Regions from separate parts of the Mus musculus genome. Here all the other regions are linked to region 1. Evidence: chromatin contacts called from public HiChIP or PLAC-seq and Micro-C data. All regions are on one chromosome and are shown on one strand. Each heading gives the region's core, a stretch centred on a gene start, on an enhancer-like site or on the middle of the called end of the contact. The rest is flanking DNA. Distances are from core to core; before and after follow the strand shown. Region 1 holds the start of Ambra1 (autophagy/beclin 1 regulator 1). Region 2 holds the start of Ddb2 (damage specific DNA binding protein 2). Region 3 holds the start of Phf21a (PHD finger protein 21A).

Region 1 (4,534 bases), core at 1,220-3,719:
AAGGGATCCTGCCTCAAAAACAGCAACACACAAACAAAAAAAAGCATACAAAAATGAATCAAGTAGCCAGGCAGTGGTGGCTTACACCTTTAATCCCAGCACTTGGGAGGCAGAGGCAGGTGGATTTCTGAGTTCGAGGCCAGCCTGGTCTACAGAGTGAGTTCCAGGACAGCCAGGGCTACTCAGAGAAACCCTGTCTAAAAAAAAACAAAAACCAAACAAAAAAAAAAAAACAAAATGGCTCAGATTACTATCAAGCCAGATGACCTGAATTCACTTGGGAACCGTGTGCCAGAGAGAAATGACTCCTGGAAATTGTCCTCTGACATCCATATGCATGCATGGCATGCCCATGTGCAGACAGACACACAGACACACAATCAATCATTCCATCAATCACCTTCATTTAAGTATTACTGATCTCAGGGGTAGGGATGTAGCTCTGTGGAAGAGCACGTGCGTGTGACCTTGGGTTCAAAATTCCCAGCACTTCTAAAGGCGAGAAATAATAATAAACCTCACTGACCTTACACATACATTAAAGGAAAAATTAGAGAAACAATGTAAAATTCTATCATCTTTCTAAAGTTCCTGAAGCATCTTTTTTCTTTTTTTCTTTTTTTTTTCGAGACAGGGTTTCTCTGTATATCCCTGGCTGTCCTGGAACTCACTTTGTAGACCAGGCTGGCCTTGAACTCAGAAATCCGCCTGCCTCTGCCTCCCAAGTGCTGGGATTACAGGCGTGCGCCACCACGCCCGGCCTGAAGCATCTTAAAACTGTGCAGAAACTGATTTTCACAATCTATACACCCTTAAAATCAACTCTCCTATGACTTCTATATAGTGTGGAAACTTACCCAACATCAAACAACCTCCAAGACTTTTTTTTAGGATCAAGACATTTGATTAAATGAAATTAACAAAAACACTTAGACCTTAAGGCCTTGAAAAAGAAAAGAGAGGGCTGGCGAGATGGGTCAGCGGGTAAGAGCACTGACTGCTCTTACAAAGGTCCTGAGTTCAAATCCCAGCAACCACATGGTGGCTCACAACCACCAGTAATGAGATCTGACACCCTCTTCTGGTGTGCCTGAAGACAGCTACAGTATACTTACATATAATAAATAAATCTTTAAAAAAAAAAGAGAGAAACAGTAAAGTTCACAAATGATTCATCTTCAATTATGTTTGAATAATTTCTACACAGACTTTTGAACTCTTGAATAAAATGACTAAATCACTAACCAAATAAAAAAAAGTTTCAAAAGAGATTCCTTGGATTCCCTCCTAGAAAAGACCTCCACAAGACAAGAACCTGAATTCAAAGTCTTAACCATCTTAAGCATCTTCCATCTTGCACTAAGTACTTAACACCATAGCAGAAAGTTTCAGAACAAGCTGAAGAGTGGAATCAGTATTAATCAGAAGTAAAGTGGAAGTAAACAAATTATTTATGAGTAAACAAAACTAAACTATCCTTACTACTTTTGCTAAAACGATACAAACTTCGAAAAAGCAAACCCAGTCAAAAACATCACTTGCTCCCTTAATGTCTGAAGCCTCCAGTAACACAATATATGTTTCTAAGAAAGAAGAGTTCCAAAAAGTCAAATGAGAGACTGTTAAGTAAAAAGTGACCAGTAAAATGGGAGAATTGTGAACTGTTAAAGACAAAAAAAAAAAAAAAAAAAAAAAAAAAAGAACCTTACAGCACATTTAATGATCTGTCGAGGTCACAGGGAAAAGTCACGTCCCCTACCTCAGCCTCGGTTTCCCTACCCCAAAAGACTATAAGTGATATTTCGTTCCTAGGAGCTGGAGGGCCTAGTTTCAATAGCCTCCACCTACTCAAAAGGGCACTCCGAGGCTGAACTCAGTAGGGGTCCCCAGTGCAACTGAGCATGACATCCGGAACCGGAGTTGTAGGAAAGGAGAAAGGGAATAGGGTCTAAGAAAGCCAAGTTCCTACAATCTAGGGGTGACGACACGCGTCCAGGACCCGACATCCCCTCTCTACGGAACCCGGCCGGCAGCTTCAGCATCTCTCCCTCCTTCCGGCTTCTCGCTCAGTTCCGGGCCGCCCTCCGGCCGCGCCCCCGGGCGCAACCCCCTTCACAACGCGCACCCCGGCGGGCCGCGCGCTCGCCCACCGGCCGGCGCTAAGGTCTCCTCCTGCCTTGGGCGGAAGGATGCGGGACCGGGCCTCCCAGGCTCCTCCCGGGCCTACCTGCGAGGAGAGTGAGAGCTCGGCCCGAAAGCCAGCGAGCGCACGGAGCCACGGACGGAAGGCGGGGAGAGGCCGAAGAAAGCGAGGGGTCCGCTCGACCGACCAGCGGAAGAAAGCGGCCAGAGCCCGGGGCCTCCGGGATAACTCAGTCCAGGACCTGGCACAGCCGCCGCCGCTCCGGAGACATCAACCAAGAAGACGCCGCAAAAGATCATCGAACACACGAACGCCCAGACATCAAAGGAAGAGCGCCCCAGCAATCGTTCAAGGCACTGCAGCCGAGTGCCGAAACATTGCTCAGCTCCTGCTGCAAATCCGGCTGCCTTCCTAGGCATAAATAAACAAATCCAGATCATTAAACTATAGCGTAGAGTAGGCTGGGATTCTGCCATTTTCTGTTGGTGACAGAGTGTTAAAGTAATTTAGAGAACTAAATTTTTGAGACAGGAGCACGCTTGTAATCCCTGCTTTTTTTTTTTTTTCCTGGTACTTTTTTTTTTTATTACGTATTTTCCTCAATTACATTTCCAATGCTATCCCAAAAGTCCCCCACACCCTCCCCCCGTAGTCCCTGCATTTTAGGAAAGGAGGCATGAGGATTTGGAGTTCAAAGTCATAGTCAGTTAAGCACAAGGCCAAACTGGACTATATGAGACCTTGGTGGTTTTTTTTTTTTGTTGTTTTTTTGTTTTTTTTTTTTTTTTTTTTTTTTTTTTTGGTTGGTTGGTTGGTTTGGCTAGGTTTTGGTTTTTGTTTTGTTTTTTGAGTGTGTGGTTTTCGAGACAGGGTTTCCCAAGTGCTGGGATTAAAGGCATGCGCCACCAAAGACCTTGTTTTAAGTGAAAAAGGAATTAGCCTTTTGTGAGCACATTGATTGAAGATAAATCATAGCAGAATAAAGCTCGTCTTAATAGTTCAACGACTGCCGTACACTTAGAGACTTCTCACACTACTTGTCCCAGTTGAACAAATGACTTTACCACTTTATTCTTGGTTTCCCCTCAGAGCTGAAGAACAATCGCTATGAATGCTCCAGGTCAGCTTTAGAAGAATATCCAAGAGAAAATGGCACACCTTAATGTGGGAAGGGAAAGTTCCTGTACCTTGTTTTTAAATTTTTATTCTTTGGTTTTGTTTTGCCAGACAAGGCTTCTCTCTGTGTACCCTTGGCTGTCCTGGAACTGGTTCTGTAGACCAGGCTGACCTCCAACTCACAAAGATTTGCCTGCCTCTGCCTCCGGAGTGCTGGGATTAAAGGTGAACACCACAACCTCCCAGCCTATTCTATTCTTTCTCAAAAAAAAAACCACTTACTTCTCTTTTATTTTCTTCCAAGGATCTAAAGCCACAGTCCACAGTGTGCTTTTAGTTAGCTTCGTAGCTAGTTCACTAAATAGTTTTTAGAGACAGGATTTTGTGTGGCACACACACTGGTCTTGAACTCTGTGTATCCAAGAATGGCTTTGAAATTCTGATGTGCTTGCCTTCCTGTTCCACATTTGCAGTGTGCCTGAGGGAGTGTGAGAGACTGCAGTGGAGGCTCACACTCTATAGCTTGGCTGGCTTGGAACTCACTATGAAGCCCACGCTGACCTCAAGCTCACAGCAATCCTTTTGCCTCAAGCTAGTTGAGTGCTGGGATTATAAGCAACCATGCCTGGCTTTTTTTTTTTTTTAAACAGAATCTCACTATGTAATCCATATTACTTCAAAGTCTATCTTCCTCCCTCTGCCTCCTACTTGTTGGAATTACAGGCTTTTACAGACATATTTGATTTGTAGCTGATCCTAACTGTACTGGCCAAACTCCATACTGTACAATCAGTACATTTTATTTCTAGATATTTTTCATGTGATAGGTATTTGCTACTCTTGAGAAAAGGCAATTACAATATTATTGTTTATGATTAGGTCTTCTTGGACATAAGCAAACAAAAATGATACTGTATATCTTTACATCTTTAATCCCAACTTTCTAGAGGCTGAGGCAAGGGAGATTGCAATATGATTGTTTGAGGCCAGCCTTGCCCCCCCCCAAAAAAAGCAAGCAAACAAACAAAAAACTCCAAAAGAGCTACACATGCTAGCCTATGCCTTTAATCTCAGCACTTGGCACTCAGTAAGCACAAGCAAACTGATCTCTGTGAGTTCAAGAGGCCATCCTGCATCCTGATCAACTCAGTGAATACCAGGACAGCTAGGACTATGTTGTGAGATCTTGTTCCTCCTCCCTCCCCCCCTCAAAAAAACCAAAAAAGTCCAAACCTGAAACAAGGTACAAGTTTATTTTTCTGCCATATAAGAAAT
Region 2 (4,534 bases), core at 862-3,361, 490 kb after region 1:
GGTGATATGCTCTCTCAAGCAACAACAAAAAAGACACATGAAGCACACCAAAACAAAGTGTAAAAATAAAATAGATGACCATTCTGATCATTACAGGCTAACAAAACCCCGAAGTGGACCTATACAAACTCAAGTGATTTATTTTCCCTCATAATCTTCCTAGTTAATATCTTACAACTTTTTTAGGATTCTTTTTTGTTGTTGTTGTTGTTGTTTTGTTTGTTTGTTTTTCGAGACAGGGTTTCTCTGTGTAGCCCTGGCTGTCCTGGAACTCACTCTGTAGACCAGGCTGGCCTTGAACTCAGAAATCCGCCTGCCTCTGCCTCCCAAGTGCTGAGATTAAAGGCATGCGCCACCACTGCTGGGTTTACTTATTTCTTTGTTTTGTTTTCCCAGGGTTTCTCTGCAGCCTTGGCTATTTATTTACTTATTTAGGTTTTCCAGACAGTGTTTCTCTGTAGCCTTTGCTGTCCTGGAACTAGCGCTGCAGACTAGACCTACTTCTGCCTCCTAAGTGCTGGAATTAAAGGCATATTCCACCACTGACCAGCTTGTAATTTTTTTTTTTTTACTTATGTGTATACATGTTTCTTTATGTGCTTATGTGTATATATGGCTGCATCTGCCTGCAGAGTCCAGAAAAGGGTGTCTGGTCTTCTGGAGCTGGAGTTACATATAGGTATTTGTGAGCCACCTGCCTGGGTACTGGGAACAGAATTCAGGTCCTCTGAAAAAGCAGCAAGCTCTCTTAGCCATTAAACCATCTCTCCAGCCACTAAGCTACAATTCTTAATTTAAGCACATCTTAGGACATCCCCATTATTGGTGCTGGGTTCAGCTTTTTATTTTCTTCTAGAGCATCATTTTAATTTAAAATAAAATTAAACTACATTAAAACATATAAATTTTACATATGTTTATGTAAGTATCATCTTCATAAGGAATACATTACTTTTGACACACACATATTGTATTCTTTAAATTGGGTTAGGCACATCTTCTCAGATATCGTTTGTGGTGAAAACATTCAAAACCTTTCTACCTTTAGAAAATATACAGCAAACCCATTGTCTGCTGTCACCTTGCTGTGCAATAGCATGCCAGATTTTCTCACTCTTTTTCTTTTTTAAAGATTTATTTATTATTATAAATAATTACACTGTAGCTGTCTTCAGACACTCCAGAAGAGGGAGTCAGATCTCATTACAGATGGTTGTGAGCCACCATGTCGTTGCTGAGATGTGAACTCAGGACCTTTGGAAAAGCAGTCAGTGCTCTTAACCGCTGAGCCATCGCTCCAGCCCCAGATTTTCTCACTCTTATCTGATCCTTACAAGATATCAGTGTAGTCCAGGCAAACTCTTCATGCCTCAGCCTCCTCAGTGTTGGGAATTACACAGAGCCTGCCACCATAGATACAGCTCTTTTCTATAGTATGAGGTAAAATACATTCATCTGTAAAGCGAGAGGAAAGAATCAAATGCTAAGGCTGTGATTGGGTAATCAGAGGCACTTTTTTTTTTTTTTTAAGATTTATTTATTTAATACACTGTCATTTCAGAAACACCAGAAGAGGGCATCAGATCCCAATACAGATGGTTGTGAGCCACCTTGTGGTTGCTGGGAATTGAACTCAGGACCTCTGGAAGAGCAGTCAGTGCTCTTAACCACTGAGCCATCTCTCCAGCCCTAGAGACACCTATTATTAATGGGGGAAATGAGAAATATTTAGCCACACTTGAATCTTTGCTCTTTTTAAGACATAAACTACCTACTTTTATCTGTCTCTGTCTCTCTCTCTCTCTCTTTGTTGTTCTTCGAGACAGGGTTTCTCTGCGTAGGTCACCGGATTGCTGGAACGTGTACACCAGGCTGGCCTGAAACGCCGCCTGGCTCCGCCTCCAGCATGCAGGGTTTACGGCCAGCGCTCCCTCCTCAGGTTCAAATAATCGGCTTTCTTCAGATCCAGCACAAGCCAAGGCCCAGCTCCTAGGGAGTTAAAATAAAAAACCCTCCCTGTGAGCTGCACACGTTACTCCGGAAGAGGAGGAGCGGCCGGGGGCGGGCCGTGCCCGAGGGGTTGGGGCAGTCCGGGGCAGTTCCGGGGGCAAGACAGCCCCCTACTGTGGCAATCCCGAGGGGGCGGGGCAGTTCCAAGGGGCGGGACAGCCCTGAGGGGACGGGGCGGGGCTAAAAGTAAAGCAGCCCGGAGGAGCGTTTGGCGCGAAGGTGTCTTAGCTGCGCTACCTGCGACGGCGCTGCCTCATACGTAGTCCCTTCCTGTTTTCTCCACGGAGGCTTTTCCACTCCTTGCTTCGTTATTTTGCCACAGAGCTTGATATCTCTTCACCGAGTACGTCATGGCTCCCAAGAAATGCCCAGAAACCCAGAAGTCCCCCGACGTTGCGGTGCTCCTCAGGAGCAAAAGTCGCAGAGGTCCTCAGGAGCTGGAGCCCGAAGCCAAGAAGCTGCGTGTGCAGGGTCCCGGTACGGCCTGTGCTGCTGCCTTAGCTTTCCGGGGGTTCAGGGTGCTCGCGCCAGAGGCTGAAGCTGGGGTGGTGGGTGCTTGTGCCTGGGCTTCTGAAGCAGTTCTTGGCTTCTGTCGCCTCAGGCTGTGATTTTATTTGGGAGATCGAGGGTTCGAACCCAGGCCTCCAGTTCTCTCAGCAAGTGGGCTGCCACTGAGCCACACGCTGCCGACTGGTTTTATTGGCCAGTTCATTGACAGCAGAGAGTTTTAAGTTGAACAGCCCCCCCACCTCTACCCCAGGTGACAGAAAGAGTCAGATGAGTGCCATCACCGTAAAAGCCACAGTCCCCACTTTCCTTGTTCCAGAAGTTTTACACATCTACTGTTTCAAAGTAATCCTCCCTTTCATAGCCTCTCGGTTATGTTAGCTCTGAGAGTCTGAAATTCCCTCCCTCCTTTCTTCAGAAAGCGCATTCTCAGAGGTTTACCAGGACTTGAACCTGGGGCTATAAGGAATGTGATAAATTGATAAGAGTGGTTTTAGCCATGAAAAGAAAGGAAAGTTGTCAAGAGAAAAAAAGGACTTATAGATTGGGTCCACCAGAAGGGCTTGGTAATTCAGAGTTGTTTTATTTATTTGTTTGTTTGTTTATTTATTTATTTATTTATTTAGTTTTTCGAGACAGGGTTTTTCTGTGTAGCCCTGGCTGTCCTCAGAACTCAGAAATCCGCCTGCCTCTGTCTCCCAAGTGCTGGGAATAAAGGCGTGTGCCACCATTCCCGGCTTATTTTTATTATACTCTGATTTACCTCTCTTCCTTGAAGCCACCTAATCAATTTGGAACTTTTCTAAACCTTACTGCATTCTTCTGGTTTCCACTCAAGTAATGGTTGCTCATGACATTATTTAGTATTTCTTTAAATACAGAGTCTTGCTCTATAGCCCAGGCTGGCCTCCAATCCAAGTATGCTGCAGCTTCTGAGTGCTAGGATTACAGTTATACACCACTGTATTTGGATAGCTCTTATTTTATTTTTTTAAGATTTATTTTATTTAATGTATGAGTCCACTGTAGCTGTCTTCAGATACACCAGAAGAGGGCATCGGATCCCATTTCCGATGGTTGTGAGCCACCATGTAGTTGCTGGAAATTGAACTCAGGACCTCTGGAAGAGCAGTTAGTGCTCTTAACCACAGCTGAGCCATCTCACCAGCCCTGATGTTATTTTGTGATCTTTAAGATTGTCCCTCAAAAAAAAAAAAAAAAAAAAAAAACAAACGGGCGTGGTGGCACACGCCTTTAATCCCAGCACTCGGGAGGCAGAGGCAGGCGAATTTCTGAGTTCGAGGCCAGCCTGGTCTACAAAGTGAGTTCCAGGACAGCCAGGGCTACACAGAGAAACCCTATCTTGAAAAATAAAAACAAACAAACAACCAAAAACAACAACAACAACAAAAAAGATTGTCCCTCAACTCCTACTTATTTGTGATCCCACACAAGAAAAGTCTTCAGTGTCCACAATTGTGTATCTCTCTGGCAAAGCTCTAAGGAACCCTGTGAGGTTATATTTAGTTTCACTTCAGAATTTCTGTTTGGAGGAGTGTTTTGGAAAAGGGTTTTTTATTTCTCTCTTGGGTTGAGTGAGACTCAACTGCAGAGAAAGGCTTTTAAGGAGATGATGAGACAAAGGGTTTTCAGGGGGAACCTTTCCTGAGATTTGGGAGAGGAAAATGTTTGTATTCTTCTTTGGTAGTTTCTAGCAGGACATGTGAGTCGTGCTGCCTTCTGGCAGAGTTGTCCAGCCTGCAGATCCCTTCACGGAGTAGCAGCATTGTCAGGGATCTTTACCAGCATAAGTTGGGCAAAGCCACCTGGTCATCACTACAGCAGGTGAGATGTTTCCTGTCTGACGTGCTCAAAGGTCACATAGCTTTTCAACTATTGCTCTTTCTCACTAGATGATAAATTGGTTCAGGATCATCAGGTCACCCCCAGGTATGATGATTGACCTACTGTACACTGAGTCAAAGAGAAAAGGTTTTACTCTGTAGACTTCTAGCCA
Region 3 (4,534 bases), core at 757-3,256, 450 kb before region 1:
CCAGCCCAAATGAATCTGATTCTAACACTCAGCTATCAATTATTAATAAATAAATGCCCTTCCCTCTCTAACTTCCTCAGCTCAAGACTCTACATTCCTGATTATCTACCATTAAGAAAAAGCATAACGAGCATCCCAGCCATGGGATAAAATCTTAGAAGTCCAAAAACACAGCCATAAAGTTCACTGTCAAGGCCAGTGCTGAGGCCCACACATGCCGAGACCTTAAAATCACATTTGTGATTCTAGAAATCCATACTCCCGGAAACATCATTTAAAAACAACACAATGTGGACGTGCAGAGGGAGATCCTCTACTTCAAGACCTAAACAAAGAATATTTCAACATATGACCGGAATATGATGACACCGAATTCACCCACGAAAACAAAACCTGTCTACCACTAGCCGTCGTACCCTCATCTCAACAACTCAACTACTTAGAAATCACTCCCGGCACATCTACACCCCACAATCGGCATGTGGCCTCCTCCCGGGGTGCAAGCCACAAGACAAAGTTGAAAGGAGACCTCTCTCGCCCGGTGCCCCAGTGTCCACATCAAACCCCTCCCCTGCCAGGGCCACCTTGCAGCTACCCACCATTGCGAGCGTGGTCAAGGGAGGAAGAGGAGGTAGGAAAAAAAAGAGAGCGAGCGAAGAGAGAGAGAGAAAGAAATCCTAACAGCACCGCTCAGCAGAATAAAGAGAGCAGAGAGAGGATGACGAGAAGTGTTGGGAACTGCGTGCACCGCGGGGCTGGACCAAACGGAAAGAGTCCCACTCCGCGCGCCCCTCCCCCCGCGGCCCGGGGGGGAGGGGCGGCCGCGGCCCCTCTCTGAGGGGCCTGCGAGTCCCCGGCCCGCGCGGGGTCCCGGGGCGGCCGGCCGGCGGCGACGGCGGGAGGGCCGCCCCAGGGTGAGGGGTGCAGGCGGACTCCTCGGAATAACAAGTTGCAGAAGAAGAAGAATAAGCGGAATTTCCCCAACGCTGCTCCGGCCACCCAAGACAAATGCACCAACACACACTCACTCACACACACTCGGGCCCGGCAGCGTCAGCAGCCGCAGCTTTTTTTTTTTTTTTTTAAACCAGATCTCTCAGTCACCAAACAAGATGGTTTTCCCAAAAAAATATTTTTTAAAATTAAATAACCATAATAAAAACTTCCCCCCGACAGCATCCCAGGGGGTGGGGGTGGGGAAGGGGCCCAGGCGGCCATCCCCTGGCCGCAGGCACTCGCGGGGGGCGGCCTCGGCCCGCGCCCCCCGCCCCTGCGGCCCCCCAGCCCGACCCCCCACGGGGACTCTGTGTCGCCCCCTCGCCGCCACCCCCGACGCGCCGCCCCTGTCACCCGCTCTGGCCCTGTACTCAGCGCCCAGGCTCCCGAGGCTGCTCATAAACTTACTTCCAATCTATCCTAGGGAGGGGTGGAGGGCAGAGGGGAGGAAGGGGGGAGACGAGGTATTCCCATTGTCTTTTTTTTTTTCCTGGAGGGGGGGGGGAGAGGAATAGGAAAAGGGCACGCAGGGGGGCGCCCCGAAGGGGAAGTTATTGCTGAAATCTCAAGTTGACTGAGGGGTCCTGACAAGAACACCCCCTTTCCCTCCTCCCTCCCACACACCCCTCCCCTCCCCCTACCTCCCCCCCACAACAAACTCCAAGCAAGCAGCCCCTGCTCCTTCCCAGAGACAAACACCAGAGACAAGACAGAGGGAGAGAGGGAGGGGGGGAAGGGGGAGGGAGGAGAAATAGAGCTACTCAAGAAAAAAAGAGAGAGAGAGAGAGAGAGAGAGAGAGTGAGGAAAAGAGAGAATGGAAAAAGCTGGGATACTGCACCCTCCTGCTGCTGGCTGGCTGTCCCCCCTGGCAGCTGGAGGCAGGAACTCTGAGCAGGAGAAGCAGGAGGAGGAGGAGGAGGGAACTCTTCTTCATGGGGAGGGAGGGAAGAGGCTGGAGCTGCCGCTGCTGCTTCTGCTGCTGCTGCTCTGGGCCTCTCGCACTTTTTAGATATTAGTGTGTTAAGATGGTAGGTTGTTCCCTTCTCCCTCCTCCTCCTCCTCTCCTCTCTCTCACTCACTCACACTCTCTCTCTTTCTCTCTCTCTCTCTCTCTCTCTCTCTCTGGGCTGTTTCTTTCCTCCTCTTCCCCAGGCAAGGGGGGGTGGGGAGGAGGGGGTGGGGGGGAGGAACTGGAGCCTCCTCCTCCTCCAGGAGAGACACACACAGGCCCCGGGCCGGAATGGGGAGGGAGGAATCAGAGCAGCAGGAGAGAAACTGTGGGAGACAAACAAGCCCAACTCTTCATCCTCCTCCTCCTCCTCTCAGCAGCAGCAGCGAGCACCACCAGCCCATTCACCACCCGGCCCCGGGCCGCAGCACCTCCGCCGCCTCAGCCCGGGGATCCCTCCGCCCAGGCCCAGACACACTCGCCCGCGCGGGAGCCCGCCGCGCGGCCCCGCCGGCCCGCCGCCGCCGCCGTGCGCGCCCCCGCCGCTCCCGAGAGCCGGGCGAGAGGGACTGGAGCTGGGGAAGCGGGGACGAGGGAAGAGCGGGCGGGCGGGCGGGGGGCCGGGCGGAGCTGGACCGCGACGGTCCCGGGCCGCCCCGCGCCCCTGCGTGCGAGCCCGTCGCTCGCGGGAGGCGCCGGGGACCCCCACGGGGGCACGGGGCGGCGGCGGGGGCCCGCGGCGGCGCTCGGGCGGGCGGACTACTTGACGTGTCGGTGCGGCGAATTTATTTCACTTTGCCTAAGGAACGGGGTGTGCTGCGGCACCCATTGCCTAGGGAAAAAACCCGGATGTAAAGTGAGTGAAACTAAACTAGAGTGAAGTAGGGCAGCAGCAGCCAAACTCCGGTGCAGCGGCGGCGGCGGCGCTGGGGCCGAGCGGCCGCCAAACTCCCGGCCCGCCGCCGCGTCGCAGCCCCGGCCAGGCCCGAGCCCCGGTCCCCTCCCGCCGTTGAGAGCTGCTGGGGGGCTCCCGAGCAACCCCAACTCCCTCCAGTGCAACAGCAGTTTGCAGGGGTGGGGGTGGAAAGGAGGCAGGAGCGAGGAGGAAGCACTGCAATGGGGGAGCGAGTGGTCCAGGCAACAGGAGAAGATGCAAGCTCAAGTCGAATGCAACATGCAATCCCCGGCCACCCCGCCCCCTTTGCAAATAACTACCCTTGAACCACTTTATTAGCCGTGCCGAGTCCCACTCTAGCTCCGGGGAGGGGCGGGGGACGGGGTCCTTCGCTCACCTTTATTTATTGCTGCTTTCTGCCCCCCTCTCCATGTTTTTTATTCCTAAGTTCTTTTGTTCTAAGGGGGATGATGGCATTTACTTTTCTGCTTTGTGTAGCAGGGCAATCACTGGGAATCGGCCACGTATAATCCGGCGGTTTGTCATATTTTATTAGTGAAAGTATTTTATGCCTAGTCCACCTCCAAGGACTGTAACATGGAGAACTGCAGGGGCGGGGGTTGGGGGGGACGACATCAGAAGAATTCTTGTTTTCAGAGATTTCTTGGCTGAGCGGGGAGGGCCTTTTTTTTTTTTTTTTAATCATTGAGGAGGTTCATTTAAATTATTAAATCGATAGTTTTCAACTTGAAGCTTAATGCTCTTGCACGGGTGAATTGTTGGGTTATAAAATAACCCCCAACCACAATTTTTTTTAAAAGTAAAAAAAAAAAAAAAATCTTAGCTCTTAAAAAAAAAAATCCCATCTGGACAGTGATCTCTGTTCTGAGCTGCACGCTGGACTTAACGTAGTGTTAGCCTTCCTATGTTAAATAACAATAAACCTCAACCTCAACGGAATACAAATGGGGGCTGGGGGTGGTTTTGTTTTTAAGGCTCAGCACTTTTGTAGCATCTGCCACTACGCATTTTCCAGGCATTGATTAACCATGCAACTCCCATAGGCATGAAGTCCAGTTTTTGCAGATAAAGAGCAACAGTAGTAAGATGATTTGCCCAAAGTCAAAGGGAGTCGCTGGCAAGACCAGGGAGAGCCTTAGACTTGATTTGTTACTAGTCACGTCTTTTCCATTAAATAATATTTTCTCCAGGAAATAGTATTTAAAAATAAGCGCACAGTCTTTATCTTACCAGAGGGGCTTTGAGATCACTGGATATGAAGAGGTTTTCTTCTGTGAACTGCAAATTTTAAATTTAGCTTCTCAAGAGAAGGCATTTTTTTTTAAATTCTGATTTCTTAAAAGTAAAAAAAGTGAACTTTATTTTCGTGTATAGGCCATTTAGTAGTAGTTTTAGGTTAAAAAGAATTCACAGCAGAAAGTGTAAGAGTTTGAGAGTAAAACCTGAAAGTCCCTATTAATGATTCAGGAAGCCTGGATGAACTCATACTATGAAATAGCTCAACCTGTACGGCAGTGAGGATAAATAACAGGAGGAGAGTTGGCGCTAAGATTTCAGCACTAGGGGTAACCGATGTATTTAAGATGGGCACGGGGCTCAAACTGTAGTAGTGCACCATTGTAACAGTAATCTAAGGTGTCATTTCAAATCATTCCAAGATGGCAACATTGTT

Evidence for each region. Hi-C and Micro-C count contacts between places; a contact is called where the count stands out from the background. HiChIP or PLAC-seq counts read pairs in DNA pulled down with a chosen protein or histone mark.
Region 2: a contact with region 1 is called in an HNF4G HiChIP or PLAC-seq map of pancreatic cancer cells. The contact joins the promoter of Ddb2 here to the promoter of Ambra1 in region 1. A contact is called at or near these places in 1 of 39 promoter capture datasets (pre-B cells), 2 of 115 datasets of contacts at active chromatin or transcription factors (large pre-B cells and pancreatic cancer cells) and 1 of 9 other capture datasets (pancreatic islet).
Region 3: a Micro-C map of embryonic stem cells shows a contact between it and region 1, with 5 times the contacts expected there. The contact joins the promoter of Phf21a here to the promoter of Ambra1 in region 1. A contact is called at or near these places in 2 of 39 promoter capture datasets (erythroid cells and liver), 2 of 484 Hi-C or Micro-C datasets (CD4 T cells and embryonic stem cells) and 1 of 115 datasets of contacts at active chromatin or transcription factors (the 230-238 cell line).

Annotation. Positions count from the first base shown.
Region 1 is chr2:91,728,073-91,732,606 of GRCm38.p6, reverse strand. Ambra1 (autophagy/beclin 1 regulator 1) reads right to left here and starts at 2,469. Exons shown (of 18, transcript NM_172669.3): 1 at 2,228-2,469.
Region 2 is chr2:91,234,643-91,239,176 of GRCm38.p6, reverse strand. It overlaps Ddb2 (damage specific DNA binding protein 2), which reads left to right and starts at 2,111. Exons shown (of 10, transcript NM_028119.5): 1 at 2,111-2,487; 2 at 4,226-4,362. The coding sequence starts at 2,361. It overlaps A330069E16Rik (RIKEN cDNA A330069E16 gene), which reads right to left and starts at 2,031. Exons shown (of 2, transcript NR_015464.1): 1 at 1,776-2,031; 2 at 820-1,455.
Region 3 is chr2:92,181,654-92,186,187 of GRCm38.p6, reverse strand. Phf21a (PHD finger protein 21A) reads right to left here and starts at 2,006. Exons shown (of 19, transcript NM_001362829.1): 1 at 1,836-2,006.